Linked DNA regions of Mus musculus: region 1 is linked to region 2. The links are chromatin contacts, called in public HiChIP or PLAC-seq maps. All regions are on one chromosome and are shown on one strand. Each heading gives the region's core, a stretch centred on a gene start, on an enhancer-like site or on the middle of the called end of the contact. The rest is flanking DNA. Distances are from core to core; before and after follow the strand shown. Region 1 has its middle 7.6 kb from the start of Mir34a. Region 2 has its middle 27 kb from the start of Tmem201.

Region 1 (3,871 bases), core at 579-3,078, 350 kb after region 2:
GAGTTCAAGGCCAGCCTAGGCTACATGAGACAGCAAAACAAAAGCCAAATAATTCATTTATAAATGAAGGTTTTGGGCTGTCCGTCTACTCCAGGTCCCAAGACAGACTGCTGTTGTCTTTACCCAGTTCTGTGCTTTGAGATTCTCTAGGCTGGTATAACCCTCAGCACTGGTGTCTCCTGCTATCCTTGCCATAGATTGCCCCTGCAGGTCCTGGTGAGTGCGCACAACTCTCTGTTTTCCCACACACTGTCTCTGGGAAAGCAGACATAGCCTCCTGCCCTTGACAGGGTAGCCACTGTGCAGCTCAGAAGTGCAGAAAGCTTGAGGGAATGAGGTGAACTGAGCAGGCCTTTTCATCAAGACAAAGAATTTAAGTTCTTCTTGTCACCTGGGAAGTACCTGGCAGCTGTGGGGTCACTAGTGTGGTGGTGGGAACCAGCTGTGATGGTGGATGTTGGTGAGAACCAGCTGTGGGGTCACTAGTGTGATGGTGGATGTTGGTGGGAACCAGCTGTGGGGTCACTAGTGTGATGGTGGATGTTGGTGGGAACCAGCTGTGGGGTCACTAGTGTGATGGTGGATGTTGGTGGGAACCAGCTGTGGGGTCACTAGTGTGATGGTGGATGTTGGTGAGAACCAGCTGTGGGGTCACTAGTGTGGTGGTGGTGGGAACCAGCTGATGTCACTAGTGAGACCCATGGGATGCTTGGAACTAGGTGGCAAGAGGAAAGTTGGCCTGGCAGATCACCCCAGGCTGGGGTCTGTTTCCTTGCAGAGACAAGGAGCCCACAGGCTTGCCCTTGCTACAGGGAGGAGCTCTTACAAGCAAGGACCCTCAGAACTGAGGGTCACCTGAGTCACTGTCGGTGAATTCCACAGAAGGAAAGGGGCTTTCAGAGGGTGGGGGCAGCTTCTCCACCACAGGGCTATTAACATTTAGATCAAAGTCCTTGTTTGGGGGGACTGTCCCGTGAGCTAGAATGCCCAGCATTTCCAGCCCCCGCCCAGGGCAGCAAACACATATGTTTTCAGACATTGCCAGAGCCCCTTGGGAGGCAAACCGTCTTCCGCAGCAGTTCTGGTCAGAGGCTTCAGCGGAGGGCTTTCTGGGACCACAGCTCAGTGCCTGAAGCGGCCACTGGCTTGGTACCGCTTCCTTTGTTCCTTCCTGAGAAGCTGAGCTCATTGGCTTGGTGGGGTGTTTTCATTGACTCACCAGCTGTAACCACAAGTGGCCTTCCTACTTGGGGGGATCCCAGATGACTTTATCATGGGAGTTGGTATGTAAATACATAATTCTTCTTTTTCTAAATTGAAGCTAGTAGACACCCCTCACTACACACACACACACACACACACACACACACACACACACACTTTAGCCTAGCCTGGTAAGTGCTTTCTTAGCCCATTACGAGCCTGCAGCACTGCACCTTGCCCTGAGGTTTTCTGCAGCCAGCCAGCGTCTTGCTGGTTTGGGCTCCAGCCCCAGGGTCTGGTGGATGATGTAAGAGCCAGGGAAGTTGGTTGTGTTTGTGGGATTTTTTTTTTTAGGCCTTCTATCCAAGGCCTGGTGTGGGGGAAAGACAGAAGCCCGACTATGTGAACAGAGGGGTCAGAATCCTAGGTGGACTACTGGAGCCTGCCCAGGGTACTGACCCCGTGTGGAGGACCGGCTCCTGGAACGAGGCCTGGCGTGTCAGTCGGTTCCTCTTGGGGTAGCTGAGCGAAGGTGCTGGCTTTGAGTTGAGGCTTCATAAAGTGTTCCTCGCAGACAGGCACACCCTGCGTGAGGCCCGAGACCTGCCGGGCCACTCCCAGCCGCGGGCAGCTGCCTCCTGTTGCTGTGTGAATTCCATCAGGGCGACTCTCTGCTCCTTCCTCTGCCTCTCTACTACCTTAGGAAATCTGGGGTCTGTTTTTCCGGTTTGAGTCTTACAGTTGGGAACCCACCCTGCATCTATTGGGAAACTCTCTGTGTGTCTCCAGCTTCCCCATTGGGCTCTCACTGGGTCTCTTCTGCTGTGACTCTCCAAGACTCCCCTTCTTTGGACAGCTCAGAAGCACATGGTCCGAACCCAAGGGTCAGACATCCATCCGGCTTCGTTGTAAACACTGTGTCTGTGACCTTCTACCCAGACGGGGCTGTGTGTGTAGACGCTACCCCCGTGCCAGGCACGGGGTCAAAGGGAAGAGAAGCGAAATCTGCCTGCTCAGGCCTCTTGATCCTGGGTAACAGGGAAATTGCCAATGATGCTCGCAGCCCAGAGCCCCTGTCCCCCACCCCAGCTATGCCAATCAGCACCTCGGTGAGTCCAGCAAACCAAGCCATCCCCTAACAAACCAGCAGCACCCAAGAACTCAGGGATTCTTTTTGAAGTTTAGGAGCAAGAGGGACAGATGGGCCCTGTGTGCTCACAGCAGAGCTTAGGGAAGAGGCCCGGCACAGCCTCTGGGCTCCTAAAGGCCACTGCCCATGCCTTTCCACGTCTCTGGACAGCTCTAGGTTCTGTGGATTCCAGTGTCTGTGGTAGACGGAGCCAGCCCATGGATGGACAGTGGAACTGCTTCCTCCAAAGAGCTTGCCCACAGAGATAGAACAGCCCTAAGATATGGCCGTGGCCAGGCTAACTTCCAGACCAGGCCCCACCCAGCCTCACCCGCATGACTGACTATACAGGCTAGCGTGCTCAGGTGTGGGACTGGGGATTTTCCTCCCTCTCCCCTCTTCCCCTCTCCTCTTTGTTCTTCCTTTACTCCCTCTGGCTTTTGGGTCAGCATCCAGATGACTCAGGGAGACGACTCAGTGCCTGCTTCCCTGGGCAAAGGAACAGCGGCGGCGGGGAGGGACAAGGGACAGGTGAGTGCACACCTCTGCAGGGGCCCAGGTAGGTGCTGGCAGCTAGCCCAGCTCCTAGCAGCTGTGCCCGCCTGAGGGGGCAGTGAGCTGAGCAGGTCAGACAGGTGGAGCCAGCCGGCCTGGCTACCCATCCCCAGCCACTCGGGGCCTCCCTTGGTTTACTGAGAAGTGAACCACCCTTTTCTTTCTCCCACTGCCTTAGTTGCCTGGCGCCCTTAGGGACCGTTTCCAACATTGGACAAGGACATTGGGAGTGGAGAACGGATTGCCAGTTGGCCTTGGAGAAGCACGTGTGGTTTTCAGGCCCTTGGCTCTGAGAGGCAGATCTCTCTCACAAGGAGCCCAAATGGTTTGTGGCAAATTGAGGAGACAGGTCTAGAAACCTTAGGGAGATCTGCCACTGGAAGAGATCTCTGGAAGAGAAGCTTTATCGGGTAATGTGAGCTTTTCCTTCCTGGGGGTGGGGGTGGGGGCTGCCTCTGCTCAGTGACAGCACCTGGCTTTATTGGGGTGACCCTCTTTGTTCAGGGTTGGAAGGGCAAGACTTCCTTAAATACAACTGTAAATTACGGACACTTACTGGGAGCGGGCTCTCCTCTCCTCGCTGAAGGTGGGGCCTCAGCCAATCTCTGTTTTTCCAGTCTCTGGGGAACTCCTGTCTGAGGAGGGAGGGCAGCGAGGAGGTGGTTGTTTCAGCAGAGAACTAGCTCATGGTGCCTCCCCTGAAACCAGATGGCTCTGTCTACCTGGACACACTGGGGCTGCGTTAGCTATCTCCTCTTGGTGGGCCACGCCCTCTTTGTCAGTCTCACGGAGCATCTCCATCCACAGGCCAAGTTGCCAGAGCGACCGCCTCCTGGTGACGCGCAGCCCTGGGAGCAGAGGTTGGTTTGTTGTTGTTTGGTGAGTTTGGGGTTGTTTTGTTCGTTCCTGTGTTTGTTCTGTTGAGGATAGGGTCCTGTTTTGTAGCTCAGGCTGTTTTGGAACTCACCTGGTAGCTTAGGCTAG
Region 2 (3,924 bases), core at 816-3,315:
TGTCTACCAGCCTTCCTAGGTGCTGTAAGACTAGGTTCAGGATTATTCTGTCTGTTCAAGAAAAAGAAAGAGAGCTGGGGTGTAGGTCTTATACAGTGCTTGTGGAGTAAGCCCAAGACCCCAGCACCTGCTTCTACCTCCCTGATGTGGGGATTAAAGGAGTCCACCACCACTGGCCAGTTTATATTTAACTTTGTAAAGGTATATTCTTTTTTCCCCGCCTAGAGTCAAAGACTACTAAGGCTCAAATACATGGCAGAAGACACACCCTATGTGGAACCCTAAACTGGCACACTGCTCCCGGCAAGGGAACAGATTTCTTTAAGAAGAGCCATCATCGGGCTGATGACTCTGACCACTGGTCCCTGTAAACTATCTCCTCCTGTTAGACAGCAAGCCTGGGGCCTTCTGGAAACTGCTGGAGGGGAAGTCATCTTCCAAGAAATGAAAGAGAAAGCCTTCCACGCCCATCTGGAAAATGGTTTCCCCATCCCACCCTTGAGCTGACAACTCTTCCTCTACTGCTTGGAAGCCCACACCCTGGGGCCTGCCCACTTTAAGGCTAAAGATTCAAGTGGACAGGATTTCAAGGCATTGGCCTAGACAAGAGGTATGACTCCAAATAAACATTGCAGAGATGGGGCTGGAGAGACAATGCTGACCTTAGGAGCTGGTTCTGTTTGTTTTTGCAGAGGACTCAAGTTTGCTTCTCCCATTGAGCAGTCCACAGCTGCTTGTAACTTCAGCTCCAGGGGATCTGATGTTCTCCTATGGCCTTTGCAGGGATTGCTACATAGACACATATATACACGTAATTTTTCATCTTAGTATATGTATTTATTTTATTCTTCTGGCTATGAGTGTTTTGCCTGCTTGCACACACACACACACACACACACACACACACACACACACACACACACCACATGTGTGCCTGATAAACATGGAGGTCAGAAGACCGCAACTAGAGTTACAGGTGGTTGTGAGTCACCATGTAGATGCTGGGAACCAAACCTGGGTCCTTTGCAAGAGCAGTCAGTGCTCTTAGCCACTGAATTTCTCCAGCCCCTATACACATTTTATTTTATTTTAGACAGGGTTTCTCCGTGTAGCTCCTGGACCTTGCTCTGAAATCCAGACTGGCCTCAAACTCAGAGAGAGATCCACCTGCCTCTGTCTCCTGTTTTGTTTTGTTTTGTTTTTTTCGAGACAGGGTTTCTCTGTGTAGCCCTGGCTGTTCTGGAACTCACTTCGTAGACCAGGCTGCCCTGGAACTCAGAAATTCGCCTGCCTCTGCCTCCCAAGTGCTGGGATCAAAGGCGTGTGCCAACACTGCCTGGCAGTGGTGTTCATCTTTAATCCCAGCACTCAGGAGGTAGAGGCAGGCGGATCTCTGAGTTCGAGGCCAGCCTGGTCTACAAAGTGAGTTCCAGGACAGGAAGGGATACACAGAGAAACCCTGCCTCAAAAAACAAAAACAGGGGCTGGTGAGATGGCTCAGTGGGTAAGGGCACCCAACTGCTCTTCCGAAGGTCCGAAGTTCAAATTCCAGCAACCACATGGTGGCTCACAACCACCCATAATGAGATCTGATGCCCTCTTCTGGTGTATCTGAAGACAACTACAGTGTACTTACATATAATAAATAAATAAATCTTTAAAAAACAAACAAAACAAAACAACAAAAAACCAAAAACAACAACAACCACAACAAAAAGAATACCACCATGTTCTACCAGAGCCCTGTACACATAACTAAGCAAAGTATAAATTTCAGGTAATCCACTAGGGCTTTATGATGGATGGAGATCTGAGAAGCAAACTGTGTCATCCCATCCTTAGGGACATGGCTCTGCCAAAGTCCCGGCACCAGGCAGGGAATGGCCATGGCCATCACAGCTCTACAAGAAAAAGCCTGGCCAAGAAATTCTCAGGCAGGGCTAGAAGAGAGTCCCACAATGGCTAACTTCCCTGTGGGCGGAGCCTGGGGCAGCCTTGCTTCCTTACACGGGTAAGCCCAGACAAGCTAACATCAGAGCACAGCTTTCCACATCGCTTCTGTGCCTCTGCTCTACAGAGTCTGGTGTGGTTAACTGACTGATCGTTCATACACTGAGGAGTCCTAGGGAGCCACCTAGAGGAGGGACAGCAAAACAGGAGAGGGGCAGAAGGTAGGGCTGAGGACAGAACCATTAAAGAGGGCAACAGGAATGAGGATGTCTTAGAAAAGCAGAGGAGGGGCTGGACAGGTAGGTGGCTCAGCAGTTAAGAGCACTGACTGATCTTCCAGAGGACGTGAGTTCAATCAAAAAATAAAAAATAAATAAAAAATAAAGGAAATCTAAAGAGATTGAACAAGCGTGCATGTGCTTGCTTGTGTGCTGTGTGTGTGTGTTTCTGTGTATATGTGTGCATGTGCTTGCTTGTGTGCTGTGTTTGTGTGTGTGTATGTGCTTGTCTCTCTTATGTTTGTGTTTCTCTGTGTTGTGTGTGCTGTGTGTTTCTGTATGTGGCTCTGTATTGTATATGGTGTATGTGTCTGTTTTTCATGTTGTGCATTTTATACATTTTATATATGTGTATATATGTGTATTTGTGTATGTCTGTTGGTATATTAAGTGTGTGTGTTATGTTTGTGTATATATGTGTCTTGTCTTGTATTGGTGTGCACGTTGTATATGTGTGTGTATTGTGGATGATATGTGTGTGTCTGTTTGTGTGTTGTATGTATGTGTGTGTTAAGCAAGACCAAAACAGGATGAACTCACATGGACACAGTTAGCTTCTAGCCTGTTAGTCTGGCCTGTTTTTGGCAACTCTTCCCCTTTGTAATCAAGAAGGTGGGCAACCAGCAGACAAACTTGACTCATGGCCATAACTTACTGGACCAGAATGGAGGCTCGGATTCCAGCGAGGCCAATCAAGTCCTTCCCAGAAAAGTAGACTTGGGACCTGTTGAAGAGACCCAGGATAGGTCAGCTAGGTGGGTGTCGCAAGTGGGGACAGGTGAGGGTGCCTCAGTCTCTGGCTCTCACCAGAGCTGCCAGTACCTGTAATGCTGTCACATGCATATTTGACCTTTGTCCAGTCGCCTGCACTCAGCTCCTAACGTCCTGGAAAATTCTGCAGTGGTGTCTTTCTGTGGCCAGGGCTGACCAGGCCTGAGGGCTGCTGGACAGTCTGAGGATGGGGCTGGCTGCTAAGGGAAACTAACTAGCTGTGTGGAGAGGGTGGGAACTTTCAGCCCTGCCCTCCCTCCAGCTTACTGAGAGGGGAAGAAGGTCTAGATGTCACCAGCCGCTCCCACATAAATCCTCAAGAGAACAGGGGGATCTTTGTCGTTTGTTTTGAGAAAAAAATCTCATGGATCCTAGACTGGCCCCAAACTCACTACAGAGCTGAGGCGGACACTGATCCTCCTGCCCAGGCCTCTGAAGTGCTAGGATTACAGGCCCCTGGCTTTCTGGGATGCTGGGGCTTCCTGGGTGCTAGGCAACACTGTACCTCAAGAGGGCAGTGTTCTGAGCGCTTTCTGGTCAGTGCAGCCAGGGTGCCCCGTGCCCTCCCTGACCTGGGCCATTCATTCCTCTCTCCACTGTCTCTGTCACGTCTAGTCCTTTATTACAAGTCAGAAAGAGCCAGGGAACAGTTCCCAGAGTTCTCAGAGGGGCTCCAGCAAGTTAGCGGAGCCTGACAGGGGGGTCGTGGGAACTGGGCTTTATCAACAGTCATCCAAAAACAGGGAAAACAACTTTGGGGACAAGGTTACCTACTACAAAGTCCCCTTTTCCGTCCCAGTTAAAGGGCTGGTTTCTGACTGTGGTCTGGGAAGCAGACTGTGGATGGTGTATCGAGTGAGGCCGCAGTTGAGAATAAGGTAGAAATGAGGCAGGCTCACACAGTCAGTCCCTCAGGAACTCTCAC

The links. HiChIP or PLAC-seq counts read pairs in DNA pulled down with a chosen protein or histone mark.
Region 1: an H3K27ac HiChIP or PLAC-seq map of large pre-B cells shows a contact between it and region 2, with 2.7 times the contacts expected there. The contact joins two enhancer-like sites. A contact is called at or near these places in 5 of 39 promoter capture datasets (the C10 cell line, cranial neural crest, hippocampal neurons and 2 more), 2 of 115 datasets of contacts at active chromatin or transcription factors (embryonic stem cells and large pre-B cells) and 1 of 9 other capture datasets (adipose tissue).

Annotation. Positions count from the first base shown.
Region 1 is chr4:150,058,928-150,062,798 of GRCm38.p6, forward strand. No RefSeq gene overlaps it. Among named protein-coding and RNA genes, the nearest start is that of Mir34a, 7.6 kb to the right of the region's middle. Within about 2 kb of position 1,829, at least 160 of the 459 cell types and tissues checked have an H3K27ac peak or open chromatin away from gene starts, as enhancers often do. A contact at or near this core is called in pre-B cells, where this site is marked.
Region 2 is chr4:149,708,661-149,712,584 of GRCm38.p6, forward strand. No RefSeq gene overlaps it. Among named protein-coding and RNA genes, the nearest start is that of Tmem201, 27 kb to the right of the region's middle. Within about 2 kb of position 2,066, at least 148 of the 459 cell types and tissues checked have an H3K27ac peak or open chromatin away from gene starts, as enhancers often do. A contact at or near this core is called in pre-B cells, where this site is marked.